Linked DNA regions of Gossypium arboreum: region 2 is linked to region 1. Evidence: chromatin contacts called from public Hi-C data. All regions are on one chromosome and are shown on one strand. The core of a region is the stretch at or near the end of the contact, and the rest is flanking DNA. Distances in the headings are between cores, read along the strand shown.

The links. Hi-C and Micro-C count contacts between places; a contact is called where the count stands out from the background.
Region 2: a contact with region 1 is called in a Hi-C map of leaf, with 3 times the contacts expected there. The contact joins the promoter of LOC108461406 here to the promoter of LOC108461368 in region 1. A contact is called at or near these places in 2 of 5 Hi-C or Micro-C datasets (both in leaf).

The regions. Positions count from the first base shown.
Region 1 is chr13:67,920,623-67,924,380 of ASM2569848v2, reverse strand. It overlaps LOC108461368 (50S ribosomal protein L6, chloroplastic), which reads right to left and starts at 1,591. Exons shown (of 3, transcript XM_017761200.2): 1 at 1,434-1,591; 2 at 641-949. The coding sequence starts at 1,465.
Region 2 is chr13:68,348,301-68,352,058 of ASM2569848v2, reverse strand. It overlaps LOC108461406 (probable beta-1,3-galactosyltransferase 2), which reads right to left and starts at 1,670. Exons shown (of 11, transcript XM_017761252.2): 1 at 1,148-1,670; 2 at 534-630; 3 at 384-448; 4 at 88-299. The coding sequence starts at 1,257.

The sequences.
Region 1 (3,758 bases), core at 342-2,841:
GCTATGAAGGCAGGCAATCAAGACAGCTTGATCCAAAACTCAACCCAACTCCAGAATAGCATCCATGTTGCTTGAGGAAAACGTATCAAATTAATTCCTTCAAAGTAAAGAATCTGATTAAAGTTTCACTATGGAGTTCAGAAAAAAAAAAGAAAAAAAGCAAGTGATACTATGAATAGACGTAGATGCCTAATGAGCAAGAGTGAGTAGCGGATGTAATAAAGTCACAACAATACTTGCCTGAGGACCATGGTTATTGGACAGAGGTGAGACACTGACTGTATTTTTGACAAGTTAGTAATATTAAATGATAAAAACCAGATTATATGATCCAAAATCAAAAGACGTTCCAGACATTTGTTCCTAACATTTGGCAGTAAACATAAGAAAATGCATAACCAACCAAGTATCATTTTTATTAGAAGATAATATCAATTTATTGAGCATAGATTGTAAGTCTAGGCATGGTAAATTTGCAAACATTCCCAGCATCACTTTATTCAATTGGTCCATACAAGGATATGTACAGAACAGAACTAAACAAGATTATCAAGATAGAGCTAGAGATAAGATATGCAGAAAAATTAAGAAAACAACTTTTAGATAAAGGCAGGAAAAACATACAAGTAGGAACAATTACCTGAAAAGGCCATGCATTTGGTTGGCTCTCCTAGTCTCCACTGACTTTCTGATCCTTAGGGCTCCGGATTCCTCCCTATCAACCTTTACTTCTCGTGGATATGTCAATGCCATTTCTCCCAAAGGACCTTTTACTTTTATGTCCTGACCCTCCATAGTAATCGTCACATTGGACGGAACCGTTATTGGCTGCTTCCCGATTCTCGACTCCTTACACTCAATAGCCTTCCTCACTAAACTTACGCGAGTTATGGGAATGCTAGAAACACAGCTCCCATTTTTCTCTCCCAAAAATGCAGACCTCAAATTGCTGAAACACGAGAAGAAAGTAATCCCATCAAATTACAAAAACAATAACTCTTATACTGGAAAACAAAATGTTGCCTTGTATTAACATTCTATGCACTAACTCAAAGGAAGCCTAGAAGCTGAATTCAGTCAAAGTACTAGCTTTTTAAGATTGAAAGCACAACAAAAGTTTTCGCCTTTGCATTAAAAAACATTCCCACCATTAGCCTAGACATATTCTAGAGCACCATAGCTGCACAACACAGTAGCATTCAACTCTAAAACTTGAGTGAACAAGACAAAACCATTTCAAGACACCACTCCATTAACAGTTTGAAAGCGAAAACAATATTCTTCAAGAACAAACAACATTAAGACAAAGATAATTAGCTAAAAGTTGTGGGTGAAAAAGAAAACAACACAAGGAAACCCATCTTCCTACACTCAGGTATATTTCAGCCTAAATACCCAAAAGGACCATTAAGAAACATTGCTAGGGAGCTAACCTGGTTTGCAAAGATATAATTGAAGAAGCCATTTCTCTCAGAGTTTTCTTATCATCAGCTTTAGCCTTCTCTATGGAAGCGAAGAAAAGAAAGGGGGGGCTATCCAAAACGACTGTTATCGAGGAGGAGAGCTGGTTTTAGCATATTGCCAGTACTACCCTTCTTTAAAACAATGAATTTCTATGATGCCCTTCCCCACGTGGAACAGCATCCTATTTCTTTTTATTTTTTAAGTGAGATTTAATTAGGGATTCGGTTGATTTCCATTTTTGGACAAAAATTTAATCAAATTCGCTCTATTTAATTTTAATTTTTGAAACTGAAATGGTATAAAATAAAATAAAAAAATTCGATAATTATAGTTGGGTTCAATTTGATTAGGAGGTTTTAATAATTTTGAGTTTTGTTAAATAGAAAAATAATATCACATTTGGGGCACTAAAAAATTTACTATTGCAATTTCTTTTTAACAATAATTATTATAACTACTCTAAATTCATTTATATATTTATAAAGTGAATTAAATAATTAAATTAGTATCATAATTAATCATCCACAAGATCATTTAAAAATCATTTTAAGTTAAACTATTAACTTGATAAAATATTCTAAGTTGTTATAAGGAAAGCTCATGCATAAATCGTTCATATACCTAATGTTTTGTTGTATTATTTATTTTAATTAATTGCTAGTTTTAATTAGTTATAACTGACTAATTAAAACATGTCATATAATCAATTAAATTAATAAATATAAAAATTATATATAATTGACAACTTGTGAATAATTGTTTTTTATAAATAAAATATTATAAAGTTCATACTTTTCTAAAATTAAAATTATGCTTATGCTTATAATTATAATTATTATATTTAAAAATTTCCCCTTACTCTAATATAAAACTACACTTTCATATCTTTTTTATGAAATATTTTCATAACTTTGACTTTTTATTATCATATTTAGTTTTCTAATAATATAAATAATAATAATTATTATTATTATTATTATTAAGGTTAAATGAATTAGTCCGTATAGACATTGAAATGGTCAATTTTGTTATGACTATTTTTCATTATTAAGTGGATGTCTATCAACATCAAGATAAGCTTGATATATTTTATGACTCTAATATTTATTAGACGTAGAGTTTCATTTCATTTATACTCCTTATATTTATAAATATAGACTTTGGAGAAAAATTGTAATCATCTCTATTTAATTAATAAAATCTCCTGTAACACCCCTATCCCGTAACCGTTGTCGGAATAGGAAAGGGGTATTACCAGACTTGTAACTCATGTCAGAACAGTAAAATTTTAAACTTTTTCTTGAAATAAAGATCATTCATTTAGATAAATGCTAAATACAGCCAGAGATAAAATTAAACTTCTATAAGTACACATTCAAATGATGCCATTTTCGCATGGCTTATATACATTAACCAGAATATTATTCTGCTACTAGTCTATTCTATACATGCCATAAAATAATCCAAAACATAGCAATACCAAACAGTGGATAGTGATAGTGTGACGAGTTGTTGACGATTCCCGAGCAAAGGCCAAATTTGACAATCTATAAAACAGAGAAACGTAACAACAGAGTAAGCTTTCAAGGCTTAGTAAGTCTTAAGTAAAACAATTAACTTTGCTGGATTAAATACATTTATAACTTACACAAAATCCAAGTGAAGTCTCGATGGGCTTAATAAGCCTACACAAGTACATAATACATACCTGGCCAACTTAATGTGCTGAACATCCGTAATTGTTGATTTATTACTAAGTCGCTTAAGATTAGGCCTTACACAAATCACGTTTTGAAATGTCAAGATATATCACCATTTGGTCAAATAGATTAAATCCTATGTATGCACATGTAATTCATCTATTTCATCCAAATTTAAGAGTATATACCCCTTCGCATTTAAAAAAACATCAATGGTATTTTTGTTTAGTTTAATCAGTCGAACTAAAACATAACACTATAATCACATTCGATTTCCATATTTGGAAACACATATTCATGTTTTCATATTACATAAACAATTTGATAGAGTCAATACTCGTTGAATATAACTTATAACCATCTCATAAGTGATTCCCCAAGTACATTTGTAATACAAACGAAATCAAATTCACATAGCAAGTAAGTATCACTTACTATATACTTAACCTTTGTACACTTACCGTTTCCATAGTTACCAATTACCAATTCAATCTTTCAATACCTCTAACCACTTAATCATATGCACTCATTTCGTGCACATACATAAATGTATATATGTATTTAGGAGCTTAGTTCTTTAGTTCATATTCACAT
Region 2 (3,758 bases), core at 421-2,920, 430 kb before region 1:
GAATTCGCATTAGAATATCAGGAAAGGAGCAGATGTGTGTTAAGGGAATGGGGGTATGGAAGGGTCAAAAAGAATCAATCCGACCACCTTGTGGCATCCATGTAGCACGAACTGAGTCTCTTCTTTTCCTGCTGCTGAAAGCCGTATTAATTCCGATAACCATCAGATACTTTCTCTTCCTAGATGATCCAACTCTACTCACATCTTCGGATAACGGAGAACCACCGTGTAAAGATTCTTGAGCCGCCCTTGCAGCAGCTAATTCCATCTCTAAGTTGGAAATAGTCTTATCCAATGTCCTACATCGAAAAATGACACAACCAGTTCATTGATCAGTCACTTAAAAATCAAATGAACCATAGTTAGACAAAAGCAATACTAACTGTATAGCATGGTGAGTCTTGAAAACCTCCCCGATGATGTCCTTTGATACATGCTTTTCTCCTTTCTGATACAAAGAAAGGAAACCAAACAGCTTAAAACCTACAAAACTTAACAAAAGGTTTATATGAATGCAAGTTAAAGAGACTCACAGCTTTTAGGTTACAACCCTCAGAAATGAGTTTTAATTTTTCAGCTTCTACGGCGGTTATCCGCATGATAGCTTTAGATTCAGGAACAGCCACCATCCTGTTACCAATTTTACACATTAACATAATGAAAACCCAAAATTTTACCTGTAATCCAAATTTGAACCAAAAATTTTTATATGTGCAAAAAAAGAAAGAAAACAAAAGCAGTAAAAATTTCAACTATAGTCAAGGTTCCCTATTGCAACTATTTAATTCTTCTGCACAACGATTATCAAATGATGAAACATCAATGAGATAAAAGCATTAAAATTAGAACGCTTAATATATGAAAATTGACTTGTCAATTGAAACCAACCTTATCCCAAAGGTTAGATCCAATTTTGCATTAATAGGCACACCAAATAAATAAGACCCACTAATAATCTCTTTTAAAAAAAAGAAAAAAAAAGAGAGAATTGAAACTCAACATGAACACAAGCTTGGACAAATAATTGTAAAAAGAAACATAACTCAAAAAATCTATTAACAAAGCAAATTAACATGGTTTCACCATTGAAATAAGGGAAAGCCAAAAGTTTTGAACTTTCAAAAAAAAAGAATGTAAAGGGTATTACCTATTGGTGAAGAGAATTCCAGCACAGAAGCAGCTCAAACAAAGAAGAAAAGTCCATTTCTTTGAAACAAAACTCCTAGTAGACTGCTCTGTTTTGCTTTTAAAAGACATATTTTCGAAACTTCCCAACCTAAAATCCCCTCTATTTCTCCAACACTAGCAATCAAAGAAGCAAAAAACCCATATGGAAAAAAAAAAACAGAAGAAGCTTGAGCCGAATCAAACGACAGTTGCAAAAAATGAGCTCCAACTTTTTCTCAGAAGAAGAGAAAGAAACAGAAACAGAGAACTCTGTTTTATTATGAATTGCTATTTTTATTCCTTTCTTTTTTTTGTTGTTGGTTTGTTTCTGTGTATAGATTCTGTGTGTCAAAGCCTCAAAAAGGGAGGTCTAACATTGCTTGCAGGCAAGGGACGTTGAACACAAGTGAGAGACGACCCACTACTAACCGCTTCTCTCTTGCTTTCTTCTTATACAAATTTACCATTTCATCCCTTTTTATTTATTTATTTACATGTGATGATATGTATTTATGCGCGGCTAAGCATGGTCGGGTTGGATCTCACCGCGCTTCGATTTTACTTTTGTTTTATGTTGAAGTTTCATTCATTTTATTCTTGAAAAATATTTTATATTAAATTTACATTAAAAAAAACATTTTTGAATTACTTAACTTAGAATTTGAGTGTCTGAAATTAAAAGAAATTTGGCTAATGTGACAGGTCGTAAATTAACTAGTTAATTGCAATTATTTTTTTAAGATTTTTTTGGGTTAATATAAAACTTGAATATTTTATCAATAAAGGTATATTTCTAACTTTATTTACGTAAATAGACCACTTTTTTCATTATTTACTGAAATGGGCAAAAAATATTAAAACGTGTCCATGTAGGAGTATTTTAGGGGGAAAATTCAACAAAACGCATCCTAAGAGAGCGATTTTGCCATGTCAGCACAAAACGCGCTGACGTGGACGTGTTTGCTAACATGGCAAAATCGCTCCCTCAAGAATGTGTTTTAGCCCTTGTTTTTCTAGGTTTAGGGCTATTTGCATGTTTATTGCCTAGGGTTTGTGGGTTTAGGGTTAGTGTTTTGTTAAAATAATTTTGGGTTTTATTTATTTAAAGTTTAAGAATTTTAAGAAATAAATTATGGTTTATAGTTTTAAAAAATAATAATTAAATTAGGTTTTAGGATTTTAAATAAATTAATTAAATTAGGGTTTAGAGTTTTTAAAAAATTTATTTAAATTAGGGTTTAGTTTTTTTAAATAATTTTTATGTTTAGCTTTTAGAGTTTTTGCAAAAGGGTTTAGGTTAAAGGTTAAGAAAAAATTATATTGAAAAGAATGATTTTATTTTTTTTCTACAATAGTTTCAAAAAATTTAATTTTGAGAAGACGGTTCTGAAAAGATAATGTCAAAAACGCTTCAAGCAGGATGGGCTGTCAACAAAATTACTAAAAAAAGCTTCCACGTGGACGCTGTTCTTCTACAGTAGTTCCTAAAAAAAATTGAGAAGACGGTTCTAAAAAAATAATGTCAAAATGCTTTAAGCAGAATGCACTATCAGCAAAATTACTGAAAAAAGCTCCTACGTGGACGCTCTTTTTCTATAGTAGTTCCTAAAAAAATAATTTTTAGAAGACGATTCTAACAAAATAGTGTCAAAAACACTTCAAGCAAGATGCACTATCAGCAAAATTACTGAAAAAGCTTCCACGTGGACGCTCTTTTCTACAGTAATGCCTACTTGGCCTTAGGCTATAAATGAGTCAAATTTCAAACTCAAGTTGCATAAGTTACAGCAAAAAAAAATTAGAGAGGCTAAGAAAAATAGAAATTGAAGATGAGTGAACGTATTAGTGTTGTTATTTACTATGATGGTGAGGTCCGTGACATCAAGAACAGTGTTATTTTTTTATCGGATAACACAACGTGACTGGTTTTTAACCATAACATAGATTTGACAGAACTTCGTAAAATATTTAGGAGTAAAATTTTTGGAACGAAGTCAATGAGAGTTTCATCTATTAAGTATCGATTTTGTGCTTCGATTGATCTCGTGACATATGACTCATGTGATATCAAAGGTGGTGTAACTTGGAGGCGATGGTGCAAACTCATCTTGTTAGTGGATCACCCTATCTTAAGTTATATGTACAATTTTTATTGCCAAATGAAGCATTTGCAACTTCAACATCTACTGCTGTTCAATAGGAATACATGACCTCTACCCGACACTCCGTCAGTGGTAGGCAGAACATGGAAGCGTCTGTGTTTGGTAGCAGTATGGAATACACAACTTCTATACGACACTCAGTTAGTGGACGGGACATACACCTCAGTAGTTTGATGTTTGATGGTAAAAATAGATACTGGGGAATGACATCAACTTCTAGTGGTTGGCAATTCATATCTGATTAGGGACGTTACGAAACGTCTACAATATGGGATGATGTACACCCTATGACGTCCATTAGCGAGGAGACCTCATACGTTGCAGATAATGGTGTGTTGGATGATGAGCCCGATGTTGATCCACCTCAAGAGCCTGACCCTGATAGTGTAGAAGTTGAATTATTTTCTAAACCGGAGCCTGTTCTAAACA